Regions from separate parts of the Mus musculus genome. Here regions 1 and 2 are each linked to region 3. The links are chromatin contacts, called in public Hi-C and HiChIP or PLAC-seq maps. All regions are on one chromosome and are shown on one strand. Each heading gives the region's core, a stretch centred on a gene start, on an enhancer-like site or on the middle of the called end of the contact. The rest is flanking DNA. Distances are from core to core; before and after follow the strand shown. Region 1 overlaps Gm30706 (a long non-coding RNA gene). Region 2 overlaps Map3k9 (mitogen-activated protein kinase kinase kinase 9). Region 3 overlaps Pcnx (pecanex homolog).

Evidence for each region. A called contact is a pair of places that touch in the nucleus more often than the background predicts. HiChIP or PLAC-seq counts read pairs in DNA pulled down with a chosen protein or histone mark.
Region 1: a contact with region 3 is called in a Hi-C map of bone marrow-derived macrophages, with 33 read pairs. The contact joins two enhancer-like sites. A contact is called at or near these places in 15 of 39 promoter capture datasets (the 3T3-L1 cell line, the HPC-7 cell line, cranial neural crest and 9 more), 6 of 15 datasets of contacts at CTCF or cohesin (CD8 T cells, the NIH/3T3 cell line, embryonic stem cells and 2 more), 39 of 484 Hi-C or Micro-C datasets (the 3T3-L1 cell line, B cells, the THB-7 cell line and 14 more), 18 of 115 datasets of contacts at active chromatin or transcription factors (the HPC-7 cell line, bone marrow-derived macrophages, craniofacial prominence and 10 more) and 3 of 9 other capture datasets (adipose tissue, liver and pancreatic islet).
Region 2: an H3K4me3 HiChIP or PLAC-seq map of bone marrow-derived macrophages shows a contact between it and region 3, with 4 times the contacts expected there. The contact joins two enhancer-like sites. A contact is called at or near these places in 2 of 484 Hi-C or Micro-C datasets (granulocytes and peritoneal macrophages) and 1 of 115 datasets of contacts at active chromatin or transcription factors (bone marrow-derived macrophages).

What each region holds. Positions count from the first base shown.
Region 1 is chr12:81,794,939-81,799,573 of GRCm38.p6, reverse strand. Gm30706 (a long non-coding RNA gene) reads left to right here. Exons shown (of 7, transcript XR_001780652.1): 5 at 1-40. Among named protein-coding and RNA genes, the nearest start is that of Gm46366, 6.2 kb to the right of the region's middle. Within about 2 kb of position 2,838, at least 2 of the 459 cell types and tissues checked have an H3K27ac peak or open chromatin away from gene starts, as enhancers often do. A contact at or near this core is called in bone marrow-derived macrophages, where this site is marked.
Region 2 is chr12:81,718,461-81,722,939 of GRCm38.p6, reverse strand. It overlaps Map3k9 (mitogen-activated protein kinase kinase kinase 9), which reads left to right. Exons shown (of 11, transcript NM_001174107.1): 11 at 417-4,479. The coding sequence ends at 901. Among named protein-coding and RNA genes, the nearest start is that of Map3k9, 60 kb to the left of the region's middle. Within about 2 kb of position 3,054, at least 87 of the 459 cell types and tissues checked have an H3K27ac peak or open chromatin away from gene starts, as enhancers often do. A contact at or near this core is called in bone marrow-derived macrophages and peritoneal macrophages, where this site is marked.
Region 3 is chr12:81,930,810-81,935,428 of GRCm38.p6, reverse strand. Pcnx (pecanex homolog) reads right to left here. Exons shown (of 36, transcript NM_018814.3): 8 at 1,714-1,898. Among named protein-coding and RNA genes, the nearest start is that of Pcnx, 73 kb to the right of the region's middle. Within about 2 kb of position 1,773, at least 59 of the 459 cell types and tissues checked have an H3K27ac peak or open chromatin away from gene starts, as enhancers often do. A contact at or near this core is called in bone marrow-derived macrophages and peritoneal macrophages, where this site is marked.

The DNA.
Region 1 (4,635 bases), core at 1,589-4,088, 140 kb after region 3:
TAGAAGGACCATCGGGATCCTCTGGACACACCTTGGCAGGGTGAGTTGTTCCAAGGGGCCAGGTGGCTCGCAAAGCTGCCCTGAGGCTGCCCCCAGCACTCCCATCCCCCCCAACCCCCAGCCCCACCCAAGATTGTTTGCCTTTGCCTATGATGTAATAAGGGAAAACATAGAGCTAAGGAATATGAATCCAAATTTGACAGGGATGATAAGCTTTTAAACTCCCAATAGAGCAAACCTAACCCCAGGATCAAAGGGAAAATTGATCCAGTATGGATTGATCAGTGGCCCCTTCATAGAGAAAAATTAAGATAGACCCAATTCTATTAGAGGAACAATTGCAACCTGGACATATAGAACCTTCAGTGAGACCTTGGAATTCCCCTATTTTGGTAATTAATTACATTATAGTTTTGTAAATAAAAAGACAAAAAATAAATTTCAGCTGCTGTATGATTTCAGGGGCATAAATGTTCCTGTGAAAACAAATGGAGGCTCTGCAGCTGGGGCTCCCCATGCCTACTGTGGTTCCTCAAGGACACTCCACTATTTAGTATCAGTGGAACATTTTGCCACAAGCGATGAACACATTGTCAAACTATGTGACAATATTACGTATGTAGGCACTTAATGAAAACATTGCCCCACTGTGTGACAATATTATGTATGTAGGCACTTAAGCTGGCGCAGCCTAAAGCCCTTCAGGCATTGGTCACTCATTGTATGAATGTATTCTCTGCTCATGCTTTCCTAATCAATACTTAAATGGATGCTTAACTTTCATGGTAAATGAACTAAAAGAAGAAAATGTAGGGGCTGGAGAGATGGCTTAATGGTTAAGAGCACTAACTGCTCTTCCAAAGGTCCTGAGTTTAATTCCCAGCAACCACATGGTAGTTCACAACCACTCGTAATGGGTTCCAATTCCCTCTTCTGGTCTGTCTGAAGAGAGCAACAGTATACTTCTATACATAAAATAAATAAATCTTTAAAAAAAGAAGACTGGGCAAGGGTGGCATACACCTTTAATCCCAGCACTTGGGAGGCAGAGGCAGGCAGATTTCTGAGTTCGAGGCCAGCCTGGTTTACAGAGTGAGTTCCAGGACAGCCAGGGCTATACAGAGAAAACTTGTCTTGAAAAAGAAGAAGAAGAAGGAAGAGGAGGAGGAGGAGGAGGGGGAGGGGGAGGAGGAAGAAGAAAGAGGAGAAGAAGAAGAAGAAGAAGAAGAAGAAGAAGAAGAAGAAGAAGAAGAAGAAGAAGGAGAAGAAGAAGAAGAAGAAAATTTAAACTTAACTCCAGATAAGATACAAAGTGGTCACCATATAATTATTTAAAATATATTCTCACTCAACAACAAATTTGCCATTATCCCCTCTCAGTCTAAATTTTCCGAAGCAATGTACCCTCAAATACTTAGAAAAGATTTTGGGCCATGTCAATTGGATGTGTTCTTAAAGCCCATGTCCACAGTGACACATCTACTCCAACAAGGTCACACCTCCTAATAGTGGCACTCCCTGGGCCAAGCATATATGAGCCATCACAGCAACTTGTGCCACTTGTTAGTAGAGAGCCTACAGAAATCACTGTGCCATTAAATAGAATTCTGGCTGATTATTTTGTTCCACGATGATCACAATTGGCAGGTAGCAATCACATGTTACTTGGGATCTATAAGTATTAGTTATCCTAAAGATCCCTTTAAGAATTGTTTAAGATACCCCATGGGTGTTCCTTAAAATTACATCTAGAGATCCTATAGAGATCACTGTTAAAAATGGCTCTTCAAAAGCACGGGAGCTTATGTCTTATATACAAGTTCCACACCCTCCGCATACACCCAGCCCTGGTTGTGCAGCTCAACAGTCTGAACTTGCTGCAGCCAACCAACTTTTATTTGATGTTTCTCTGCATTGGATATTTTAGCACACTCTCCATTGGTGCTCAAATTGTTTCTGTTTTAGAAACTGTAAGACTAAGCCAGGCAGTAGTGGTGCACGTCTTAAATCCTAGCACTTCAAGACTTAAACTTAATCCCACCACCAATGCTAGTGCACAGTTAGTTCTGTCCCTATGGGCGCCTATACAACAACCACCTCAGCATTTTTTCTTTTCTTTTCTTTTTCTTCTTCTTTCTTTCTTTCTTTTTTTTTTTTATTAGGTATTTTCCTCATTTACATTTCCAATGCTATCCCAAAAGTCTCCCATACCCTCCCCCGCACTCCCCTACCCACCCACTCCCACTTTTTGGCCCTGGCGTTCCCCTGTACTGGGGCATATAAAGTTTGCAAGTCCAATGGGCCTCTCTTTCCAGTGATGGCCGACTAGGCCATCTTTTGATACATATGCAGCTAGAGTCAAGAGCTCCGGGTACTGGTTAAGTTCATAATGTTGTTCCACCTATAGGGTTGCAGACCCCTTTAGTTCCTTGGGTATTTTCTCTAGCTCCTCCATTGGGGGCCCTGTGATCCATCCAATAGCTGACTGTGAGCATCCATTTCTGTGTTTGCTAGGCCCTGGCATAGTCTCACTAGAGACAGCTATATCAGGGTCCTATCATCACAATCTTGCTAGTGTATGCAATGGTGTCAGTGTTTGGAGTCAGCATTTTTTCATAACTCACATTCACATGCATTCTCATATGCCAGACCTGGTAACATTCGCTAGTGCTCAAGCAGATGCCCTGGCCTCCTCCTCACCTCTAATACTTTCATTTCAGGCTGCTTAAAAGACTCATGAATTTCTTCATCAAAATGCAAAATTATTACAAGTGTAGTTCTCTACCTCATGAACAAGCGTGCCTGCCCTCTGTGTTCCTTGACCACCACTGCCCCCTGCTGGAGGAACTAATCCTTGCGCGTTAAACTCTAATGCCACTGGGGCAAACAGATACTACTCAAATCTCTGAATTTTGACATTATGCTCCTGTAACAGTTGATACTTGGAAAGAATACGATTGTTGCTTCTGTCTGCAGAACGATCTCGGATGCTGTCATTATTTATTATATACCTTTCCCTTTCCTGGACATCCATTGCAACTAAAAACTGGTAACGCTCCTGCTTATATTAGCAAACAACTTTTACAATGTATAAAATATTAATCATGTTGCCGGAACCCCTTTCAACTCACAGTGTCAAAGCTATTGTGGAATGACAGCGTTAACTACTTAAACAACAAATTTTAAAAATAAAATTGGGGACTATATCTTCACCTTAAATGCCTAGTGCTATGGGCATTTAAAATTTAAGCCATGGTTTTTAAAAAAATTTTTTTTTTACTTTAAAGGATAATGCTTTCTCCACTACCCAAAAGTGGAGGCACAGACATGGACACAGTATATGTTAAATGAAATATCTAGGAACCAATCAGTGGAAAGGGCCCCAAGTTCCTCTACCATCAGGGCAGGGTTACGCTCGAGTCTTTTCAGAAAATGAAAGAAGTCCCAGATGATGTCTGCTCCCATGACTAAGACAGCATCCCAGAGACACTGGACACATGAAGCATCTGAAGAAAGATAACAAGCACACCAAGAGGAGGCATCCCAAGAGGAAGAAGAAGTTGATGACTTGGGGGAGGCATCGAGACTTTAATTCATCAAGCTGAGACCTTGGAGAGACAAGGACCCAATGCTACTGACCCCCAAAATGATGATGCTATGTTTATTGACTATATTATAGGCTAATTCTCAGATTGTACAGAATCCAAATACTTTCCTTTCTGGAATGTGTTGTTTTAATGTGTCAAGATACTGCTCATATTCACATTGATGATCTGCATAAAGAGAAAGACACAATCTCTCAAGTGACCTTTGAAGGCCATCTCGATTAAGGTGGCTCTCCCTTTTCTTGGTCCTCTGCTGGCTAGTCCTATGGCTTTGTTAGACCAATTCTGCAGGCTATGCAGTCAAGCTTGGCTTATGCTATTACAGCCACAAAATTCTCTTTAAAAACTCAAAAGGGGGTGAGATAGGAAGTATGGCTGTCTTTTAAACACCAGAGAAACCCAGGATGTTAAGCACGCAGGGTTGTTCCTCCAAAAGAAGGAGTGTAGTGCCTGTTATCTGCCCAGAAGGCTAGAAATGGACATGGTTTCTGACCTAGTGACCTTTGCGCTATCTGTGACTTTTCTGGCACTGGATCACTCCCCTAGACCCTTATTGTAAAATTGTTTTTCCCAGTCAACCTATAGAACCTGTCTTTATGGACTGTACAAAGGGTTTCATATCTGATCTGTATTTAGCTTGTTTTGTTCCTGAAGGAGATTTGTGTGTGGTTTGTTGTACACATAGGATTGAGTTAATGATCACGAAAATAGTTTTCACCAAATGTGCTGTGTTTAAATATGTTTAAAGTAAACCACGTGGAATCTAACTCCAGTTTAAACCAACATCAGCGACTGAGTCATATGAGTCATGGTAAGCCAAACTGACTTCTTGTTTCTGGCAGCTCATATCTCTGCAGCCGGTTAAGGTCACAAAGACCCCTGTAATCGGGTCCCCCAGAACCAATGCTAACAACAGCGGTGAGCCACAATGTGGGTGCCAGGAATAGAACCTAGGTCCTCTGGAAGATCAGCAAGTGCTCCTAACCATTGAGCCATCTCTCCATCCCAGACCAGTATGAGTCTTACATCG
Region 2 (4,479 bases), core at 1,805-4,304, 210 kb after region 3:
TCTCTCTCTCTCTCTCTCTCTCCCCCCTGTGTGTGTCTCTCTCTGTGTATCTGTGTTTGTCTGTCTCTGTCTCTCTTCTCTCTAACTACTCAGCTATACTGCTGGAGATACAAAGCAGCTACAGAGTGTATCAAAAATGTGTCTCAGTAAAACTTTATTTACAAACATAAGGGACCACCTTAAGGATCCTTTCCCAACATCTGCTTTAAATTAGTTACTATTACTTCACCCAAGGCCACTTTGTTTCTATTCACTGCTATATCCCCAGCACCTCCCTGCACACTACTTGACACAGTGTGAGTTCTGTAAACATTTGTCCCACGTGCCTAGGCATATGGAAGTATGGGGAAGGTCGTGTCTCAGCTGGAAATAATGGTGCCATCATCTGATGTCTTTCCCATTGTCTCTCTGACCAGGCATGTTGAAAACTCCCAGTCCCAGCCGAGACCCAGGTGAATTTCCCCGTCTCCCTGACCCCAATGTGGTCTTTCCCCCAACTCCAAGGCGCTGGAACACCCAGCGAGACTCTACCTTAGAGAGACCCAAGACCCTGGAGTTTCTGCCTCGACCGCGTCCTTCTGCCAACCGGCAGCGACTGGACCCTTGGTGGTTTGTGTCTCCCAGCCATGCCCGCAGCGCCTCCCCAGCTAACAGCTCCAGCACAGAAACACCCAGCAACCTGGACTCCTGCTTTGCCAGCAGCAGCAGCACTGTGGAAGAGCGGCCTGGACTTCCAGCCCTGCTCCCTTTACAGGCAGGACCACTGCTCCCTGCTGAACGGACACTTTTGGACCTGGATGCTGAGGGGCAGAGCCAGGATAGCACTGTGCCCCTATGCAGAGCTGAGCTGAATGCACACGGGCCTTCCCCATATGAGATCCAACAGGAGTTCTGGTCTTAGTATAAAAAAGGCCAGGGTGGGCAAGGGAGAAGACGGAGGAGGCCGAGGGAGCTGGCTGGCACAGCCCGGTCTCAGGCCCCCTGGGATCCAGACCTCCTCCTTGCACTGAGAATGCACTTTGAAGATGGAAGGGGTGGGAGCAGGGCCACTTCGGAGGGTCTCCTGCCCTGCAGGATTTTTTCTCCATGTTCACTAGAGGGGCTGTGTCAGCTCTGACTGTATAGAGAGGGGTGTGCACATATGTCCCCACCCTCCGGTCTTCCTTTCCTTTTAGGGTGACACTACAGAGTCATTCAGCCAAATCCGTCTACTGCCTCTCCTCCTCAGCCAGCCATAGCTGTCCTGGGTTCCCTTTGTCAGCCCTGAGTCCTACCTGTTCACACATCTGTACTGATGTTCTGTGATCTGACTTATCGTCCACTCTTCCCACAACTCAGTGTCACCTTTGGTATTTGATGAGTGTCTCGTGTCCTAAGTCGTCCCGTGCCAGCTGATGGGGATAGGCTGGCCTTATGAAGGCCAGAGGGCTTGACAGATCAGGTACTGCCTACCTGTGCAAATCTCAGTGGGAACTGAGAGTTCAGAGGAGGAGGAGAGGAGAGGAGGCAGTCAGGAACGGTTTAGTCAGGCTGCGTGGGGAGGTAGAGTCAGGCCTTGGTTTGGTTTGGGTTTAAGTTTTAGAAACAAAGGCAGAAATCAGCACCTATGGCGTGGCGTGGGTTCAGATCATGCTTACACCAGATTTGAATATAAGCAGATTCATCTCAGGACTATCTGTTTGAAAGACACACTCACTGACCCCAGTTCTGAAGTCAGGAACAATGCCTGCATTTCTCTGTCTTGTTGAGCTTCCATTCCTCCCTCCGGTTCCTGGGCTTTAGGTCATATGTGATTCGCAGAGACACCTGAATTATGTCAATAGCATATGGGGCTGGGTCCTGGACCATGAGGTATGGAACTATGGGGATTTCTTCATTGGACTGTCCATTTTGTGATGTCCCTGAAGTAAACGGAACCCTTAGTAATGTTTGGGTGCCGTGAGGCAGTAGCATGATACAGTTCCTGAGGCGCTCACACCATCTCTGTCTCTATACACAGAGAGCCTTTGTGTTGGGTCCTGCACCATGAGCTGGGTAGCAAGAGACCAGAGAGGCTAGTGCTGACGTATTTAATATTTGTTTCTTAAACTTGAATATGGAGCTTCAAAGTGTTTTCACCCATTTTCTTTGCTGTCCATTCCCTCTGAGCCCCCGGTGTTGTGGGTGACAGTAACAACTTGGTTGAGGTTACAGTCCCCAGTGGTGTTGGAGTCTGTCTACTGGCTCTCTTGTGTTTGCCGCCTGGATGCCCAGAGGGTTAGAGCGGTCGGTACTCATGGTGCAGGTGACAGATTTCATCAGTGCTGTTTCTCTGTGAAGAACATATGAGATGACGTTGGTTCCCACAAGTTCTTTATGAGTTCATTTGCCCTTTGTCTCCACCCTGCACCCCCAGTTTCAGACAGGGGATCGGTGCTGACCATGTCAGCCAGAGTTTTGCTATAATATCTGATCTTCCCTCTTGGTTCTGTGAAGTGAGAATGGAAGAGGTTAACTTTGCCCCCCATACTCTAACCCCTCAGATTGAAGAGGGGAGCTCGTGAACCCCATTGTCCCAGCCAACCCAGTGATGATGCTCCACTGCTCCATCTGCACACCTTGCCTGCATTAAAGCTTTAGGGTAGGCTGCAGCTGGCTCCAGCCTGTGCTCCAGCCCCAAGCAGGGCTTGACTGTAGCCATCTCTCCAGGAAAGGCATAGTTACAGATGCAGTGTACACTGAGTGGCTGCTACAGGCCATTGAGTGACAGGTGGGATCTAGCCCATCTCCACCCAACATTCCGACAGAGGAAGGCCTTGCTAAAGAGATGATCGTACCTGAGAGACATGTATACTGCTGCAGTGAGTTAGCGTGGGTTAGTGTGGGGGGAGGGGTCTTGTTGAGCTCCGACAAACCTGTGCAGTGCTGGCCCACTGCCTGCCACTCTTCCGTGCGAGCGAGCCTAGAGATGGGGCAAGTGTTAAGAAGTTACCATTTGTGTGACATAGGTTCCCATATCTGTGGTCATGGTTAGGACGAGGCTTGGTAGCTGTGAATATACCCACTTAAGTGACAGTAGCTTCCCCCTTTCACTTCCCTTTCCTCAAAGACATGGCTGTCTGCTCGGAACATGTGTCCGCTACCTTCAGGCTGCTAGCAGGATTGGATACTGCTCTTTTCTGTGAGTCTTCTCATGCCTTCACTTGCCAGTGCTTATCCTTAGAGACCCAGGCTGTTGCTGGGAACTGAGGAGATGCCTCCATCGCCACTTCCAGCTATTTCCGGGAAGCTGTCGTGGATGCTCTTCACGTGGTGTTCTTTGACATCCCTGTGACCTTGTAGGCATCATAATAACGATCACCTACATTTGAACAACTCAGAACAGGGATGTTTTCCCTTCTGACCTTAAAAGAAAAGTGACATTATTTTCCTCACATTCAATACACTTGTCTCAAAAACAGGAAGACAGACAGACAGACAGATGCTGTTTGGATGGTTGTGTCTGGCCAGAGCTCTGAGCCCGGCCCGCCTCCTCGGTTCCTCTTTTCTTGCATGACTCTTGTCCTGTGTCTTGATCCCTCTCAGGTTTCCTTCTAAAAGCCTTTATCATACACTTCCCTTGCAAGGGCATTGAGACATTGTGGCTCCCTGCCAGCTCGAGGGCCAGCTCCTTCCCCTGCACGATGAATGTGCTGAAGCTGACAGCATGGCTCACCATCTTTGCCTCAGGGCATCTTGCCTTAGTTTTATCCTTTGGCTTCTGGAAGATGAGTGATGTGGAATTGGTTGAACATGATTAATGGGCACCCAGGCCAGGCGCATGCTCTCCCACCACTTCATGTAGCCCAGGTGACTACATGATCATTTCCTAACTCCCTCCCCCACTTAACCTGGTCAGCTGGATGTCCTTACCATTGGTGTCTTACTGAGGAAACGGGGGCTGGGTGGCCTCTGGTTTTTGAGGATCATCCCTAGGGTCATAACTTGCTAGGAATCGAAATCAGGTCAGTTCTGGAATAATTGTTAGGAAAAGGGTCCCTAGGCATGGAACATCATGTGACAAAGGGTAATACTCCTAATAGAATCCCTTTACCCTCAGGCTGTTGCTCAGGGACACAAGACTTTGCAGGGTGTCTAGACCCAATCCTGGCTCCATGCTGTTGCCCCATGAGAAGGACCATTCTTAACTCATGAAGTTCATGTCTTCTGTGCATTCTCTTCTTTCCTCTGCTACCCCACCCCAACCCCCATAGCTGCATCTCCCACTTGCTAAGCAAGGGCCTACCAATATCAAGCTCTGAACAGAGTAAAGAACAATGGGCCCTAAAGGCTGTGGCTGTGAGTGGACACCTCCGGATGTAAGTGTCCAGGGGTGCTCCACCACGGGTGTAGAGCCCCCGACTTTTAATCATGTTTATTTGATCATGTGCCTTTGGATGGGTGTGTAATTGCGAGATCCGACAGGTCAGAAGCACACATGTCTGCCTCTAGAAGGCCTGG
Region 3 (4,619 bases), core at 524-3,023:
CGCACTGCACCGCACTGCACCGCACTGCACCGACTGAATCAATGGTTCCAGCCATTGATTCCCTTGGATTCCTACTTCTCCATATGACCCAGGTTGCCTGGGCTCACATTCACAGTGGTTTAAATCAATCTAATAAAAGAAAATTTCGCTGTTAACTAAGAGTCACTTGAGAGCATTTACTCTCAGTAGAATTGAATTCTACTTTATTTTTACTCAAATATCTTCCTTAGGAGACTTCCTACCTCTCAGATTACAAACTCAGAAGGAAAAACTTCTGCACTTACAGTGTTGTACTGTCTTCTCATTGCAGTTAGGAACTGCCTGCTACACATGGCAATGCCCTAACTCTCTCACATGGTCATTCTGCAGTTTCTGAAGTTCTGCAGTTCACGCTTACCTATCTGTTAACACCACTCCATGGTCCCAAGTTTTGCAAAATGGAAAGGAAGTCAATGAGTAAATAGCATATCAAGTTTTAGTAAACCTAATTTTGACTCCTTATTGCCATATAGTCCTCCAACTGACACATGAACTGGATAGTCACCTTTATAAAGAAAATCCCATGTAATAGGGCTCGATAAGATCAGAATGAATAAAGGCTTTCAAGTGAGTCTTACTTAAGAACAAGACTTTCTTTATTAACTTAAACCACTGTGAATGTGAGCACCGGAAACTTGGGTCACACAGAGAAACAGGAACCTGAGCGCATGGGCTGGGAGCCTGGCTTCAGTCAGAGCTTCACTGACCAGGCTGAGGACTGGGCTCTGGATCCTCAGTGCCCAAGAGAAAAGCCAGGTTGGGTCCACACAGACAACACCGAGCTGAGGAGGGAACCTGGGTCCCTGGAATTCCCTGGCCGTCCATTATGGCACATCAGCAGCAGTTCAGTGGGAGACTCTGCCTTGAAAAGTAAGCCACCTAGTATCTTCCTCTGGCTTCTACAGATATGTACATATGCACATGGTGGGTGAGTACACTAGCGCACATGCATGTACACACACACACACACACACACACACACCTCTGCATAAAGAAATAGGTTCTGAAGTAGCATAATATGCTAATGCACAAAGTATGTCTTAGGGTAAATTTGCTACAACTGAGAATTTAAAATATGCTGCATTTCCAAAAATTAACTTACATAATTTATGAGTATATTTACAGATATCTTAATAGATAATGAAATATTTTATAGTTATCAGTCACAAGAAGAGCCATGCTGTCCTGAGGACATTACACTTAGGATTATAATAAATCCTATGACAAGAGATGGACATACTGCAAAATGCAGGATACTTCAGAGCAATAAACGTATTAGAGAGCTTTCCTGTGTATCACATATTCAAATAATTTTTAAAAATTAAGGTTGTCTCAAAAACCACCTAAAATTCGTATTTTTCCACATGGTATTTCTGGGAATAATAGAAACATCCAAATTATTATAAGAGAATATTAGTTATAAGGAACAGTTATTAGCACATTAGCTGCCTATTAGTAGTAGATATGCTCAAAATAAAAAGTACAATGAAAAGAAAGAGAAATACAGAAAGAAAAAGTAAGTCATTCTCTTAAACTCGGCAAACAAACCCAATAAACAGTGCCTGATGCATAGCTCCAATAGAAAGCCATCTCAGGAAAGGACCGCAATCACTCTTACCCACTGACTGTCAATTACAAGTTTCCAACCACAGAGATTACATCAGGCCTGCATACCAAGTTCATCGTGCAAACTGCTACCGCCTACGGCAGATGCATGGTCATGTGAGGCTTCTAAGTGGACACTCCCTTTTCTCACCAGCAAGGAGGCACTAGCACTGAGCACTGCAGCCTGGGATGGGGGGCGGGACTGGACCTTGACCTGGGCTGTGGACTGCTGGCCTTGCTGACCATCTTGAAGGCTAGGAGAGAACATGGAGTGGGGAGACATTACAGGGAAGAAAAGAGAAAACAACAGCTAGAGTGAAAGCAATACAGATCACAGATTTCAAAATGACACTTTCAAATCGCCCAGGAGCCGCCATGGAGCTTCGTACAGTCACAGTTTACACTTGCTCTCGTCCTTACCCATCCGACTCATAGAGGAAAGCAGTGTGTACTCAATAGGGAGGTTAACTGCCAATCTGCAACTTTCTTCCAGCTCAACCCGACTAGATTCTAGAGTGAAGAAGAGAGCAAGGAGTCCGGAGTGTGCTCAAGTGAGGTGGCTCGGTGCTGGGCTCCGACAGGTAAATTTTACCTTGTAATAATTTGCTGCTTTCCCTCTAATGTTCTAAGATCTCAGATTCAGATACACAATAAAACAGTTCCTACACACGCGAAAAACAAAGAATCTCTATCAAATGCAACCAAAATACAAAAAAAAAAATAACACAATCTACTGCAAAAGAACCAAAAAACATGACTCAACTGAGTGAAACACGACTTTATAAAGTACTATTTATAATAGTTTCTATATTCTGAAATAAGGCTACATGTGTTACATACAAAACATACATAAAAAACATGTTCTCATCACTGTTACATTCTTTTCCAGCCCATATTGTAATCTCATTAAAAGCAATCCATTATTTTAGAAAATCTTAACAACTGGGAAACCTTAATTTCCCAAAGATATTCTAATAGTTTTATAAAGTTTAAAAATTAGTATTTGTTAATATAAATTTCTTTTTATCATTTATAAAACTAATTTTCCTATATTATTTACTCATTTTCTTTTATACTTAAGATACTATAAATTTCATTAACATTATTTATATAAGCTTTACCCTAATTTAAGCTGATGTAATTCCTGAAATGTTTTAACTGTCATACAGCATTGTACACACGATGCCCCAGCGATGTTTCACTCTGTGAATGTGACTGTACTCCGAGCAGTTCCAGACACTGTCACTAACATAACCAGGCACTAGAAAAAGAAGAACGCTGCCCAGGGTGGCCTTGCTTAGCTTACCATTTCTATGATATTATTTTCTACTAAGACTCTGACCCTTGAATCCACTGCAATCAAAGCCTAGACACTGCTGACTGACAGTGATGTGCAGGCTAAGCTGTGGCTGCAGCAACTACTCTGATATCACTCGTGCCAACTGTATTTCAATTACAGGTAGGAGCCACCAAAGTGGTCAGTTGCTAATACTGGCTGCTTGCCATACAGGAGGACAGCATGCGTTACAGAACATTAATCCTGCCACGACAGGCAGACATTAGCATGTACTCTGAAGGTCTGACTCAGCCACTGTCAAGCGCACGTTCTAAGAAGCGAGCCTGCGCGTTCTGGTTCTTGTTCACACTGGCATTAGCCACTTAGCAGTTTCCTTCGAGTATTTTCCCAGCAGCTACTAGTCAAGGGAGGGTCACAAGAGCCTGGTAACGCAGCTCAGTGGCAGAGCCTTTGCCGACGTGTTAAGCCACGGGGGCACCTCCAGCACTACAAATTTAAAGAAGAAAAAAAGACGATCTTGTTAATTAAATAGCTTTTATTTTCCATATATGACTGATGTGTCCCTCTTCATCAGAAGCAATCTAAACTTATCCATGAGCCTCATCAAAATGAACTCAACCAGAAAATTTGTACTCAAAAATTTTCTATCAGTTTTTTTTCACTTAAAGTCATAAGAAAGATCATATTTTAATGTGAACAGATCTGAGAGAGAATATCCTAGTCATCAAACTACCAATGCACAATGTCTATCCAAATATACTCAATGTTTTCAAAATATTAAGCAGTGCATGGAAGTCAACTCCCAAATAAATGAAGGAAATTAGTCAAAATCTATTACTCTAGCTATGGAGTCTTAAAGACCTAAAGACAGTAATAAACATTATACTCCTTACTTCCTGCTTTCAAAACCTTCATCAGCAACAGGAAAAGCTGGCTTTTTAGCACAAATGGCCAATAATCACATCCCCAAAGGGGATACTAACTAGTTTAACAGGCATGAGTATGGTGTGAATATAATTTTTCTTTCTTCTTTCCTTTTTCCTTTCCTTTCTTTCTTTCCTTTCTCTCTTTCTTTCTTCCTTCCTTCCTTCCTTCCTTTCTTTCTTTCTTTCTTTTCAGAGTAGTAAATATTTTATCACACAGTAAAAGGAAATCTAAGTCTGTCATTATGGGCTGGAAAGTAAGCACACTGACAAACATTCCCAATTTAAATGACAGACATACAGCTGGTCTTGGCCATCTCCTCCTCTATACACCAAAATGGTGCCTGGCAATTCTACCTCACATTGTCAGTTACCTTAGTATCTCTCCAACTAAAATGTAAGTCCTAAGAGTATTATTCCAGTATGCCAAAGAATATACAGGTTCCAGAGGAAAAAAATGTCCTGAGTATATATATAAAAAAAATGATGAATTCATCTGAACACAAAATGACCTCATAGATTTCTAACCACATGTTCTCAAAAATGACTGTGACCTCATTTTATTACAGACCTTTTCATCTCATACTTTAAGAAGGTAAAGATACCTAAAATCACTTGCTCTTTACCAAAGTAAGATGATTTCCTTCTATCCCAATCTACCAAGGACTCAAAAACTATGACTTCGGGTAATAAATATCAAACTCTTTATATTATAAGGAATTTTAAATATTTGTCTTTACTTTAGCTCTAGTCAC